Linked DNA regions of Sus scrofa: regions 1 and 3 are each linked to region 2. A link is a contact called in public Hi-C and HiChIP or PLAC-seq data. All regions are on one chromosome and are shown on one strand. The core of a region is the stretch at or near the end of the contact, and the rest is flanking DNA. Distances in the headings are between cores, read along the strand shown. Region 1 holds the start of CCNB1 (cyclin B1). Region 2 holds the start of CCDC125 (coiled-coil domain-containing protein 125). Region 3 holds the start of SLC30A5 (solute carrier family 30 member 5).

Region 1 (3,880 bases), core at 545-3,044, 140 kb after region 2:
AATATTTTTCCCTCACAGAAGAAGATACATTTAATATCTGATATTTAATAAAAAGTTCTTGGTGTTGAGGCCAAGTGTTAAGCCATCTTCTTACCCTGCTCTCTGAAGAGCTACATTTTCTGCTTTACACATTTATATATTTCGGTGTTGGCTTATTATTATTTGGTGGCCACATTAGGGAGTAAACAAAAAGGACTTAAAGAGAACAATCTGTGCTTCAGTCAACATATTCTGGTCAGAGATGACTGGTACCTTAAAGACAGCAAAATCTTTGGTCCCTGCAGCTACCACTCAATACCGTAAACAAAGGAGGGGTAGTAAAACAAAGCAATTAAAAGCACAGTTTCTGAAGCCAGATAGGCTGGGTTTGAACCCAATTCTGTCATTGACTAGATGTGACTAGAAGAATACCAGTGCTGAGTATACTATTAACGTGAGCTAATGCATGTACAGTGCTTAGCAGAACCTACTTCCTGTTAAGTACTATATAAATGTTACTATTACTACTATTTGTTCAAATGCTATTCCATACTTGAATAAAATGAAAGGAAACAAACAATCAACAGACTCTAAAATGGTCCAGAAAGTTTACCAAAATAGGTTCAGGGGAAAGTTTCTCTCCTTTAACAGGCTCAGGTTCTGGTTCAGGCTCCAGTTCAGGCTCGGGCTCCCTCTCTGGCTGGGGCTCTAATACAGGTACAGGAGCCTTTTCCAGAGGTTTCGGTAGTTTTTTAGCAACAACTTTTCCAGCAGCTAAAGTTTTTGCTTCCTGTGGATGAAAAGGAGAGAATGGATTGTTTCTCCACCAAGAGCCACAGCTGGAAGGGAGACACTCACAGAATAGTTGAATCAGCATAGTTACCTTTTTCAGAGGCAGTTTGGCCTGTGGCTGTTCACTGACTTTGTTACCGATGTCTCCAAGAGCAGTTCTTGGCCTCAGTCCGGGCTTAGAGGTTGCAGCAGAGGCCACAGGCACGCGCTTTGCGCCTGCCATACTGATCTTCGCCTTATTTTCAGCATTAATTTTCGTGTTCTGTAAGAAGCAAGACGAGTCTGGGAGTTGGCCCCGCCACGTTAAAATAAGTCAAGGGTTAAAGCGGGGCAAAAAAAAAAAACAACAAAAAAAACTGCGGCCCTCAGAAGGAAAGCCGACTGTGAATGGGTTCCCAGGGGAAACCGGGGTTCCAGGGTCTACGCTAAGCTTATGACAAGTCAGTTTTCTCCTGGAACCTCTCCGTTCACCTATTGAGGGATTACGTGCTCAGTCCCCGCCGGACCTAAAATACCATGGAAATCGAAAAAGCCTTCAATTGCAGGCACCTTCCCTTTCCCTCAGGGAAGAAGATTGCGCAATTGGTGGGAGCCCACTCGGGTCCTCCAACACCTTTTACAAAAGGTTTCCGGTCTACCCTCCATCTGCCCCCTCCCCCCAATTAGTCCAAGGCCCATCCGCTTCTCTTTTGCACCTTTCTCTCTCCGTCCGTCTGCCCCCCAAACTCTCCCAGTATGTTAGGGGCCCACCGACCGCCTTCCTCCTCTCCAAATTCGCTCCCACCGTGGGGGAACTCCAGCAGGGGAAACAGGGAGAGGAGACCCAGGAGTCAGGAGAGCCGCGTTTGTTCACCAACCGCAGCAGCTCACCCTGGTGATCCGGAGCGCCATGACTTCCTCTGTACCAGGCCAGGCAGCAGCTCAGAGGGGAGAAGCAGAGCACTGGAGCCCCGACCAGCCGGGGACCTTGAAGCCACCACTAGCTAACAGCCGTTCCTCCGCAGCACGCCGGGAGGAATCCGGCCCCGCCTCGGGTTTAAACCCCGCACCGCTCCCTCCTTATTGGCCTGTTCGTGGCACTCGCTCACTTCCCATTGGCGGCGGCCAGTTCCTCCGAAAATGCGTTTCCAAGGCGATCCCGCGAAGAAGTTCGGGCGGGGGCGGGGCCAGGCCGTCACGTGGTCTGACTCGGCGCCTGCGCCCTGGGGCAGCCGCTACTGCCACCTGATGAAGGGAGGGTTCTCTTTGCCCCACACCTGGAGCAGTGAACTTGTAAGCGACTAAAGTTAGCTGAGACAAGTCACAGCGGCCTTGGGAAAGGAAGAGTGGAGCTCCTTGTTTGACGTGAGGGGCAGTTATGGCTTTAGTCCTACTTGTTAAACACACTTTCCTCTCCTAGAGTGGCTTGTAGCAGGAAATACTTTTATATATACATTCTTTTTTCGTTTGTTCATTCCAACAGCACTCTGGGATAAAAAGGAGGCTCCGAGATGCTTTGGGTGACTCCCAGGATCACAAATTAGTAACACGGGATTGAACTTCACTTTCTTTGGATCCATGAGGTTTCCACACACTAATTGTCTCTTAATTTTGCAAGCCAGGCTGCCTCTTAACCTGCCAGATTACTTCAATCAAGTTGTTTCCCAAAGCCAATCTTTTTCTTTTAGTTTTTTACTTGAAAATAATTTCAAACTTACAAAAGTTTCAGACAAAAATGTAACAAGGAACACACATAGAGCCTTTATCCAGATTCAAATATCCTTAACATTTTTACCCCATTTGTTTTATGGTTTACTTAATCTTATATATAGATCTATGTATAACTGTATATAAATTTTTTTTCTTGGAAATACCTGTTGTGGCTCAGCAGTAACAAACCTGACTGGTATCCATGAGGATTCAGTTTCCATCCCTGACCTTGCTCAGTTGCCCTGAGCTCTGGTGTGGGCTGCAGATGTGACTTTGATTCAACCCCTAGCCTGGGAACTTACATATGCTGCACGTGCGGCCCTTAAAAAAACAAACAAACAAACAAACAAAAAACCACTTAAATATTTGAGGGTAAGTTATATATATCATGGCTCCTTATCTGTTAAATTTTTAGTGTGTATTTCCTAAGGAAAAAAGCATATTCTCTTAATGTAATCACAATAGAATTAGCAACTGCGTAAATTTACTATAACATTTTATTCAATCTAGTTTGTATTCTAATTTTGTCGCTTGAGCAGTTTCTAGCACTTTCTTTCCTCCAGTACAAGATCCAGCTAGGGTCAGTGTTGCATGTAGCCTCCTTTAGTCTGGAACAGTTCCCACAGCTTTCCTTTGTCTTTGTTTTTTTTTTTTTTTTTTTTTTTGTTTTTTGAACACTGATGGTTTTGAAGAGTGCAGTACTCCCTGCCACTTTTTAGGAAATAGAACTTTCTTATTTTTGTGTTTGTCTAATGGTTCCTGTGATTTACACCGAGGTTATGCATTTTTGGCTATTATGCCGTGGAGGTGACATCATATTCTAAGGGGATCAACTTTGCAAACATGTGGTGTTCACCTGTTCCCCATAAGGGAGATTAATTTTGATCACTTGGCTAAGCTTTTACCTGGTTTTGGCACTGTACACTTAGTTGTTTGCTTTTTTCTTACAACTAAAGTGTCTGTGAGAAGACACTTTAAAACCATGCTCCTCATCAAGTTCCCTTCGATTTCACCTCCCCTCACAGCAGCACTTGCTTAGGAAATGCTAACATTGTTTTCCCATTGCCATGGGCTCTCTCCAGCTAGCTGAAGCTGAGAAAGCACATACATTTTTTTTCTTTTTAGGGCCGCAATCGTGCCATATGGAAGTTTCCAGGCTAGGGATCAAATCGGAGCTGCAGCTGCCAGCCTATGCCACTGCTACAGCCACAGCAACCTCAGATCCAAACCAAGTCTCCAACCTACACCACAGCTCATGGCAAGGTTGGATCCTTTAGCCCACTGAGGGGGGCCAGGGATTGAATCTGCATCCTCATGGATACTAGTCAGGTTTGTTTCTGCTGAGCCAAAAACCACGTACTTTGAATGAATGACTCTAGGATACCAGGCCTTTAGCAGACCTAAGTGAATACCCTATCCT
Region 2 (3,956 bases), core at 99-2,598:
GCATAACTTTACCTTCTCATCATCCCTGTACTCGGGATCTAATTTCTCCATATCCTTGACAACAACAGCCATCCTGAAGATGTAGTCGTATTTCATTTTGGTTTTGATAAGGTTTGCAAAGAATTCCATTAAGGATGTAGTTTATTGAGTCCCCTACTGATGGACATTTAAATTGTTTCCAGCTTTTTGTTTTTAATTTTATGAGAATGATAAGAAAGGATAACATATATTACTATGTGCCAGGCACTCTTTTAAACACATTTCAAAAGTGGTGAACTCTGAATTCATATGACTACTACCTGAGGTGTAGGTATTATTATTATTTCCATTATAGGTGATGGAACCAAGCTTCATAGGGTTAAATGATTTACTCAGAATCACAACTAGGAAGTATCAGAGTCAGGATTCCAACTTAGCAGGCTCTTACCCATTAAATTGTGCTGCCTAATGCATATTTAACTTTGCACATGCAAGTTTATTGAGTAAATTCCTGGAAGATAAACTGTATGCAAGCATAACCTTTACAAGTTTCATTTAAATAAACTTGCCTATCATGTATATGTAAGACTTCATGCAAATCACTGTTGAGGGGAAGGCCTCCCAAGATAAATTCTTGCCCTCCAGATGATCTTAGTCAAGTATACAAAGAGGATAAAATGGACACTTTGAACAAACAGATTGTGATGCATGCCCCATTGGAGATTCTAACAAAATGAGAGAATAACCTACAATGAGTAGCAGAAAAGGATAAATGATGTAGGATGCAGGGCATTGAAAGATGGGCATGAGGCAGAAAAGAAAGATGACTCAGACTAGTAGGATAATACCACTGTGTTTTTACCCAGTACTACCTGGGGTTAAATCACATACATTCTAAGGACAATTACTACTTCATAGCGCTATTGTGAGGACTAAATCAACAACAGTGCTTGTCACACACTAAGCACCACTTATGTGTTCATTATTGTTTTTAGTAATATGAATGGCTGTTTTGAAGACAATATTCTTTTCACTACTGGGACTCACTAAATTCTCTTGCTTATCAAGCTACTGCTAATAATTATCCTACTGCTAACACTGCTCATAATAAGCTTTTCTTTCAACAGAAGGTATATAGTGGGATCTAACAGAGAGCTATATACATTATGGGAATCTTAAAAAATATTAATATACTAATTTCAGTCCTAGGTTGTCAAGGGAACTCCCCAGTATATCATTTTGATGTTTGAGCCTATGTGTTGAAAACATATGACTGTGCCTTGTACTCCTAACAGGTGGAACCGTTCTCACCTTTCTAAGAGTCTGCCTCCCAGGTTATCATCCTCAATTTGGCTTGAATAAAATTCCCTTTTTCCCTTCCCTTCACTGTTAACTGAATTTTCGTCGACATTAGTTTATTTCTAAAGTGAGTAATCATTAAATCCTGCCAAGTTTTTTGACCACTATGAAATGCCTTCAATTATTTCAAGAGATGTCGGCTATTAGGAAATAATACCCACATCACTGCACCAGGTGATGAAGCTAATGACCCAGCACGTTTTGGGTGGGGTTAGAGGGAGATGGGGCCCTTCCCGTGAAACCCACAAGCGCGGGAGGCCCGAATAGCAGCTTTCCAGGTCCAGTTTCGCCTTCGCCCCAGCAGTTCCTTGGCCCACAAGGCGCCCTCATTGCTCAGCGCTGAGAGCCTGCCTTTCAAGGCCCGCAGCCCCCGCTGAGCCATAGCTCAGCTCTATCCTTCTCTTACGCGACTCCGAGATGCTTCATGTTGGAACCAACTAATTTTACCTTCTTTGAGCCGCACACTCGGCCTCCTATTTCTCCAGGTCTCCAACTATATTTGTAATTCGGTTGTGCGCAGCTGGGTAAGTTATGCGCGTCCACGTTGTGCAGCGCTACCAGCCCGACACGAACCAGGTGAGCTCGGGCCGTGGCCCGGTGGTAGTTGGCGGATCTAAAGTCCGGCCGCGCCCGCCTTTCCGGTAGTGGCCGCGCAGGTCGGTCACGTGGCTGGAAGAGCGGCGGCGCGCGCGGCCTGGAGGGTCGGTGCTCGGTGAGCGCGCTAAGGGGACGGGGGGGAGGGGCGGCACGAGGCGGCGGGGGGGTCCTGCTCCTGGAGCCGGATCGGGACTCGCACAGCCTCCGAGGAGGCTGGGGAGGGTGCGCGGCCAGACCTCGGGGCGGGGCCTTGCAGATTCGGAAAAGCACAGCGGAGAGTGGGCGAGCTGGCAAACTGGCTCCTTCTTCGCCGAATGCTACTTTAGTGGCCTCACCTGATATTGCAGAAATAAGAAATAGATTTGAAAGACTTTGTTTCTACCTCTTCTCCCCTCCTCCTATGTTATTTTTTTTCTAGTTTTTTTTTTTCTACCAATTTTAAGCCTTAAAGCTATAGCGCACAAAATGCCGTGTGGTATCCTGGATTGGAACCTGGAACGGAAAAACGGCATCAGTAGAAAAACTGGGGAAATCCTGATAAAATATGTGGTTTGGTTAAGTGCGTGTATCAATGTTAATTTTTTATTTTTGATAAATGTACCCTAATGTTGCACTACAGGAATTTGGGTCGGGGGTATACAGGAGTTCACTGTACTATCTTTGCGACTTACTGTAAATCTAAAGTTATTTTAATATAAAAGTTGAAACGAAATCCTACAGCGATATGTAGCAGGCCAGTGTTTACAGAAAAGAAAGGGCTGAAATTAGTTCCTTTTTACCAAGCCTGACAGGAATTAGGTCTCTGTTTGATCAACTTGTTTGCTAAGGAAAGGGTTGGCCGGCTAGTGGGTGTGGATGCTTCTAGTTCAAGTTTTCTGGGCAGGAATCTCTTCTCTTTCAAGTTCATCCATCAGATGTCTTTGAAACACCTGCTGTGCACAGTCATTGAGACACATGTATTGCCTGCACTAGGGGCGTGTACAATAAAAACACAAGTCAGGTAGGAAGTAAGGACTATGAGAAGGGTACAACACAGGAGTTTCGCTGGAGCGAAACGGGATCGGTGGTGTCTCGGGAGCACTAGGACCCAGGTTTGCTCCCTGGCCCAGCGCAGTGGGTTAAGGATCTGGTGTTGCACCTGTGGCTCAGATCTGATCCCTGGCCCTGGGAACTCCACCTGCCCATGGAGCAGCCATAAGGTATGACACAGAGCTAGAAGGATTCAAAGGTACGAGAAAGCACTGCTGGTCCAGGAGAGTTTGTCATGAACTGAGGGAGGCCTGAGAGAAGAAAGCCATTCCAGAGTGGCTCCAGCAGAGGCTTTAAGGACGCCAGGCAGAGGGCACCTGGGAGCAGGAACAATCCACGTTACACGGAAGCACAGATCATGTGCAGGGAGTACGGCAGATGGCACAGGAAGTGAAAACTGGAGTTTCCTTACAGAAAACAAGGGTGACGCCTACTTTAATTATATGCCACGGGAGCTATGGGATGTTTTGGGGCAGGAGAGGGGTGTAAAAAGCCTCCGATTCCAAAATTTTGGCCCTGGGTGTTTTGGAGCATGGTTGATGGATTTGCAGAAAGAGAGGACTCTGGACGAGATCTGGGGGTGGGGTGGTTGGAAGGGTGATGCATTTACTCTTGAACAAGCTGTGCTTGAACAGCTAGAGACATGTATTCAAGAGTATTTGGGATTGCAAGCTAAACATCCGAGGAAGGGCTGGGAAGAGGAAAGGGAGCCAGAGCAAGCAGATAGGAAGCATTCAGGGATCCCTGTGGAATTGAGGGGTCAGCATGGACCAGGGCCCTGGACCTGGTTACTCAGCGCTCTCACAGCTTCTGCAGAGGTGGAGCAGCCTGAGGGATGAGACTAGACCTGGGATTTAGCCATTAGGAAAACACACGTCGCTTTTCAAAGTTGTTTTAGTGGGAAAGTAGAAGACTGCTCACAGTAGTCTATGCATCCAGTGGCCTTTCCCAAGTGGGCCGGGAGCCAGAGATGTGGTTTCGAGTTCTGGCTC
Region 3 (3,763 bases), core at 922-3,421, 190 kb after region 2:
AAAATCCACAATTAAAGGGTCTGACAATTAGTTTTTGGTGTAGATTATAAGGAGTTTTTGGATTTTTGTCTACGTATAGGAAAACTCTTGCAACCTGAAATCTATTAAAAATTCAACCAGTCCTGAGCTGAATTTGATTCTGCAATGAACTACAATAGGAGGGCACCTCTGCCAAGCAGAGGAAATAGTGGAAATAGTGGAAATAAGGTGGCAAAGGAATATTTGCCACACCTATCTAAGCTGTTGAGTAAATAATCTTGAACTATTTATTTATTTACTTAAAAATAGGAGTTCTTGCTGTGACACAGTGGGTTAAGAATCCAACGGCAGCAGCTTGGGTTGCTGGGAGGAGCAGGTTCGATCCCCAGCCTGGCAGAGTGGGTTAAAGGATCAAATACTGCAATTGTGGCTCAGATTCAATCCCTGGCCCAGGAACTTTCATATGCCACAGGCGTGGCAATAAAAGAAAAAAAATTCAAGTTTACAGAAAAGGTGCAAGAGTAGCACACCCTTTACTTAGATTCTCTAATTGTTAACATGTTCTCTTCTTTGCCTTATTATCTCTCTTTAATACAGTTTTTTTTCCCCTGAACTTTTTTTTGCTTTTTAAGGCCTCACTGGGCACATGGAAGTTCCCAGGCTAGGGGTCTAATCAGAGCTATAGCCACCGGCCTATACCACAGCCATGGCAACATGGGATCCGAGCCGTGCCTGTGATCTATACCACAGCTCACAGCAATGCCGGATCCTTAACCCACTGAGCGAGGCCAGGAATCAAACCTGCATCCTCATGGATCCTAGTCAGATTCGTTAACCACTAAGCCATGACAGGAACTCCCTCCCCTGAACTTTTCAAAGAGTAAGTTACATACATCCTGCTACTTTATCCCTAAATACTTGTGTTTCCTAAGATCATGAGCATACTCATAAAATCAGTGCAGTTATCAACTACAGGAAATTTAACATGGATATATTTTTATCTAATCTATTGTCCAGAGTCCAATTTTGTCAAGTGACCTAGTACTGTCTTTCACAGCATTTTCCCCTCTAGAAATCCACATCAGAATTGCCTACTGCATTTAGCTGTCGCATCTCAGGAAATAATACCTGATATCCTGTTATTTACAAAAACAAGTTGCTCAAAATAGATTAGAATTGAACTTGTACTACAGAAAATGCAGCTAATTTAAATTTTGCTCCAGCATTTGCTGTGTTCTTCCCTTTTCATAAAAAAAAGTTGCGTTAGTGATTCTATTTCTACAGTTCCAAGAATTTACCAAAACCATCTTTAAATCTCAAAGGAGTTTTCAAGAACAAGAAAAACTTAACCTCATTAACTATAAAGGCAATGAAAATTGTTGGGCCATGTTTTACGCATCTTTCACTCTACCTCAGAAATTAGGACAGGTCAAGAAGGACACACTGGAAAGTGGTCAGTATACTTACCTCTTGGGGATTAACGGGAGCATTGCTGGGAAGGGGATAAAGGGGGGATTTTTCCTTTTTACTCTATGAATTTCTGTGCTGCTTGAATTTTTGGACAACGAGCACACATTTCTTAATAACAAAACAAAATAAACGAAGAAAGGAAAACTAGATGACCGGCTGGATTCTTGGTGTGCGGGGTTAACCTGAACATCAAAGTTCATCTGTTTGTACTTTGGTTTCTTCGCCTCAAGAGATGACGGTGACCCTTCCTCTAACTTACGCAGGCAGACGTCAGAAAGGTTAAGTATCACCAACCCATTATTTCGGGGAGAAACAGCCAACAGAAATGCTTCTCATAGGTCAGAAAAACCTCTCACGTCAACTGGCTGGCAGTTCTAAGGTTAACGGTCTGCCTGGAAACCCAGATCTCAAGCAGAACCTCCTTGGATCTTAGAGCATTCATTCTGCAGAGAGGGACGGCGGAGCCAAAGAAAGCTAGAGGCGGCCTGGGAGCCGAAGCAGGGAGGACGGAGGGCTCCGGGGCGCGTGCAGAACCGAGGAGGAGTCCCGGGCTGTCAACGGGACGGGAGGGAGAGGGAGCTCGCCTGCGCGGGGAGACCGCAGATCGGGAGGCGGGTGCCAGATCAGTCCCTTACCGAGCGCTGGGCACGTCCACCGGCCCGAGGCCGCCGCCGCCGCCTGGGCCGGCTAACACTTCCCCGCCGTATTTCTCCTCCATCGCGGGGATCAGGAGCCGCCGCCGCTGCCCCTGCCGCGGGGTCTCCTCATGTCTCGCCGCTGCCGCGGAACAGCGGTCGCAAGCGCGTCACTTCCCCATGGCAGCGGCCCTGTCGGGTCCCCGCAGGCCGGGCCGCCGCCGCTGTCCCCGGCTCGCAAGCACACACGCGTCGGGACTAGGCCACGGACAGTTCCGGCGGCGCGGGGCTCCCCGGAGGCTCACCGGAGTGGACGCTGCCAGGCCACGTCACCGACCCAGCAGCCCTCACTCTCGGGGGAGTGCCAGGTTCTGCGCCTGCGCAGGACACACCACTCGCCAGCCCTCCCTCTTCCTTAGGCTCCTCCCACCGCGGGGCTACAGATCGAATCTTCACCCCCTCTCAGCCTCTCTCATTGACGCGGCCTCAGCGCATACCTGTCCTGCAGCGCCACCAACGGGTCGTCAGGAATATAGCGGATTCTTCTGCCGCGGAGGGCAGGGGCGGAGGAAATACACAGCGTGTGACGAAATAGAGTTTCTTTTAAATTCTGGCTCCTAAACTGTGCTGCTTAATCCTGCAGGCCAGTAAACCTAGGCAGGTAGGACCAGCCCTTATTAGGGTTATTTTTATGTTACTAAAAAGTTAAGAAAATGGTCTCCAGTGTCTGTCTTGATTTGATTCACAAATCTGCCACTTACTAATTGTGTCACTTGTCCTTTCTGACTCGTTTTCTGATCTGGAAAGTAAGAGTAGTAATATCTGTATCCTCGGGTTCTTGGGAGGATTGTGTGTGTTCAAATGTGAAAAGTGGAGTTCCTGTCAGTAGCTCAGCGAAAAGGAATCTGACTAGCATTCGTGAGGACACAGGTTCGCTCCCTGGCCTCACTCAGTGGGTTAAGGATCCAGTATTTCAGTGAGCTGTGGTGTGGGTTGCAGACACGGCTGGAATTCAGCTTTGCTGTGGCTGTAGTGCAGGCTAGTGGCTACAGCTCCGATTTCACCCCTTTGGGAAACTTCATATGCCATGGGTGCGGTCCTAAAAAGACACACACACACACACACAAAAGAGAAGTGAAGTGTGAATAACAGTGAATGGTATATACTAATCAATACATGTTAATTATTCATAGGGAAATTTGAGGACTGGGATTCGGAGATGAAAATGGGGTTTTGAACAGTGTAAATTATGATTAGCTTATGCTACACTTAATTTGAATATACAGAAAGTGTTAATAACATATAAGAGAACGAGAAGTCCTAGTCTCTGCCTGCTGGGACTTTGTAATCTATTGTGAAAAATATTTAGCAATTTGAGAGCAAGACCTTAGCAACATTACACATTAAATTCTCAAATGCTAAGGTTTTCCAAATAACCAGATAGGGATTTAGCCGGAAAAGACTCACTGATAGGACCTGACCTCGAACTTGGATAAGGTTTTGGATATGGGAGAAAAACATTGTGGGAAGATGTGTCGTATGTGTAGAATGCAGAGGAAGGCATGAAATTTAAAAGCTAAAGATGCATTTGTGCTTTTTTTTAGGGCTGCACTTGTGGCATATGGAGGTTCCCAGGCTAGGGGTCTAACTGGAGCTATAGCCGCTGGCCTACACCACAG

What was found. A called contact is a pair of places that touch in the nucleus more often than the background predicts. HiChIP or PLAC-seq counts read pairs in DNA pulled down with a chosen protein or histone mark.
Region 1: an H3K27ac HiChIP or PLAC-seq map of skeletal muscle shows a contact between it and region 2. The contact joins the promoter of CCNB1 here to the promoter of CCDC125 in region 2. A contact is called at or near these places in 2 of 47 Hi-C or Micro-C datasets (heart right ventricle and skeletal muscle) and 1 of 2 datasets of contacts at active chromatin or transcription factors (skeletal muscle).
Region 3: a Hi-C map of skeletal muscle shows a contact between it and region 2, with 5 times the contacts expected there. The contact joins the promoter of SLC30A5 here to the promoter of CCDC125 in region 2. A contact is called at or near these places in 1 of 5 promoter capture datasets (fetal liver), 4 of 47 Hi-C or Micro-C datasets (heart right ventricle, liver and skeletal muscle) and 1 of 2 datasets of contacts at active chromatin or transcription factors (alveolar macrophages).

What each region holds. Positions count from the first base shown.
Region 1 is chr16:47,336,153-47,340,032 of Sscrofa11.1, reverse strand. It overlaps CCNB1 (cyclin B1), which reads right to left and starts at 1,794. Exons shown (of 9, transcript NM_001170768.1): 1 at 1,642-1,794; 2 at 863-1,033; 3 at 593-769. The coding sequence starts at 1,662.
Region 2 is chr16:47,475,981-47,479,936 of Sscrofa11.1, reverse strand. It overlaps CCDC125 (coiled-coil domain-containing protein 125), which reads left to right and starts at 1,348. Exons shown (of 12, transcript XM_013984842.2): 1 at 1,348-1,862.
Region 3 is chr16:47,283,382-47,287,144 of Sscrofa11.1, reverse strand. It overlaps SLC30A5 (solute carrier family 30 member 5), which reads right to left and starts at 2,171. Exons shown (of 16, transcript NM_001137624.1): 1 at 2,085-2,171. The coding sequence starts at 2,167. LOC110257255 reads left to right here and starts at 1,682. Exons shown (of 3, transcript XM_021076818.1): 1 at 1,682-1,687; 2 at 1,788-2,745. The coding sequence starts at 1,682. The coding sequence ends at 2,705.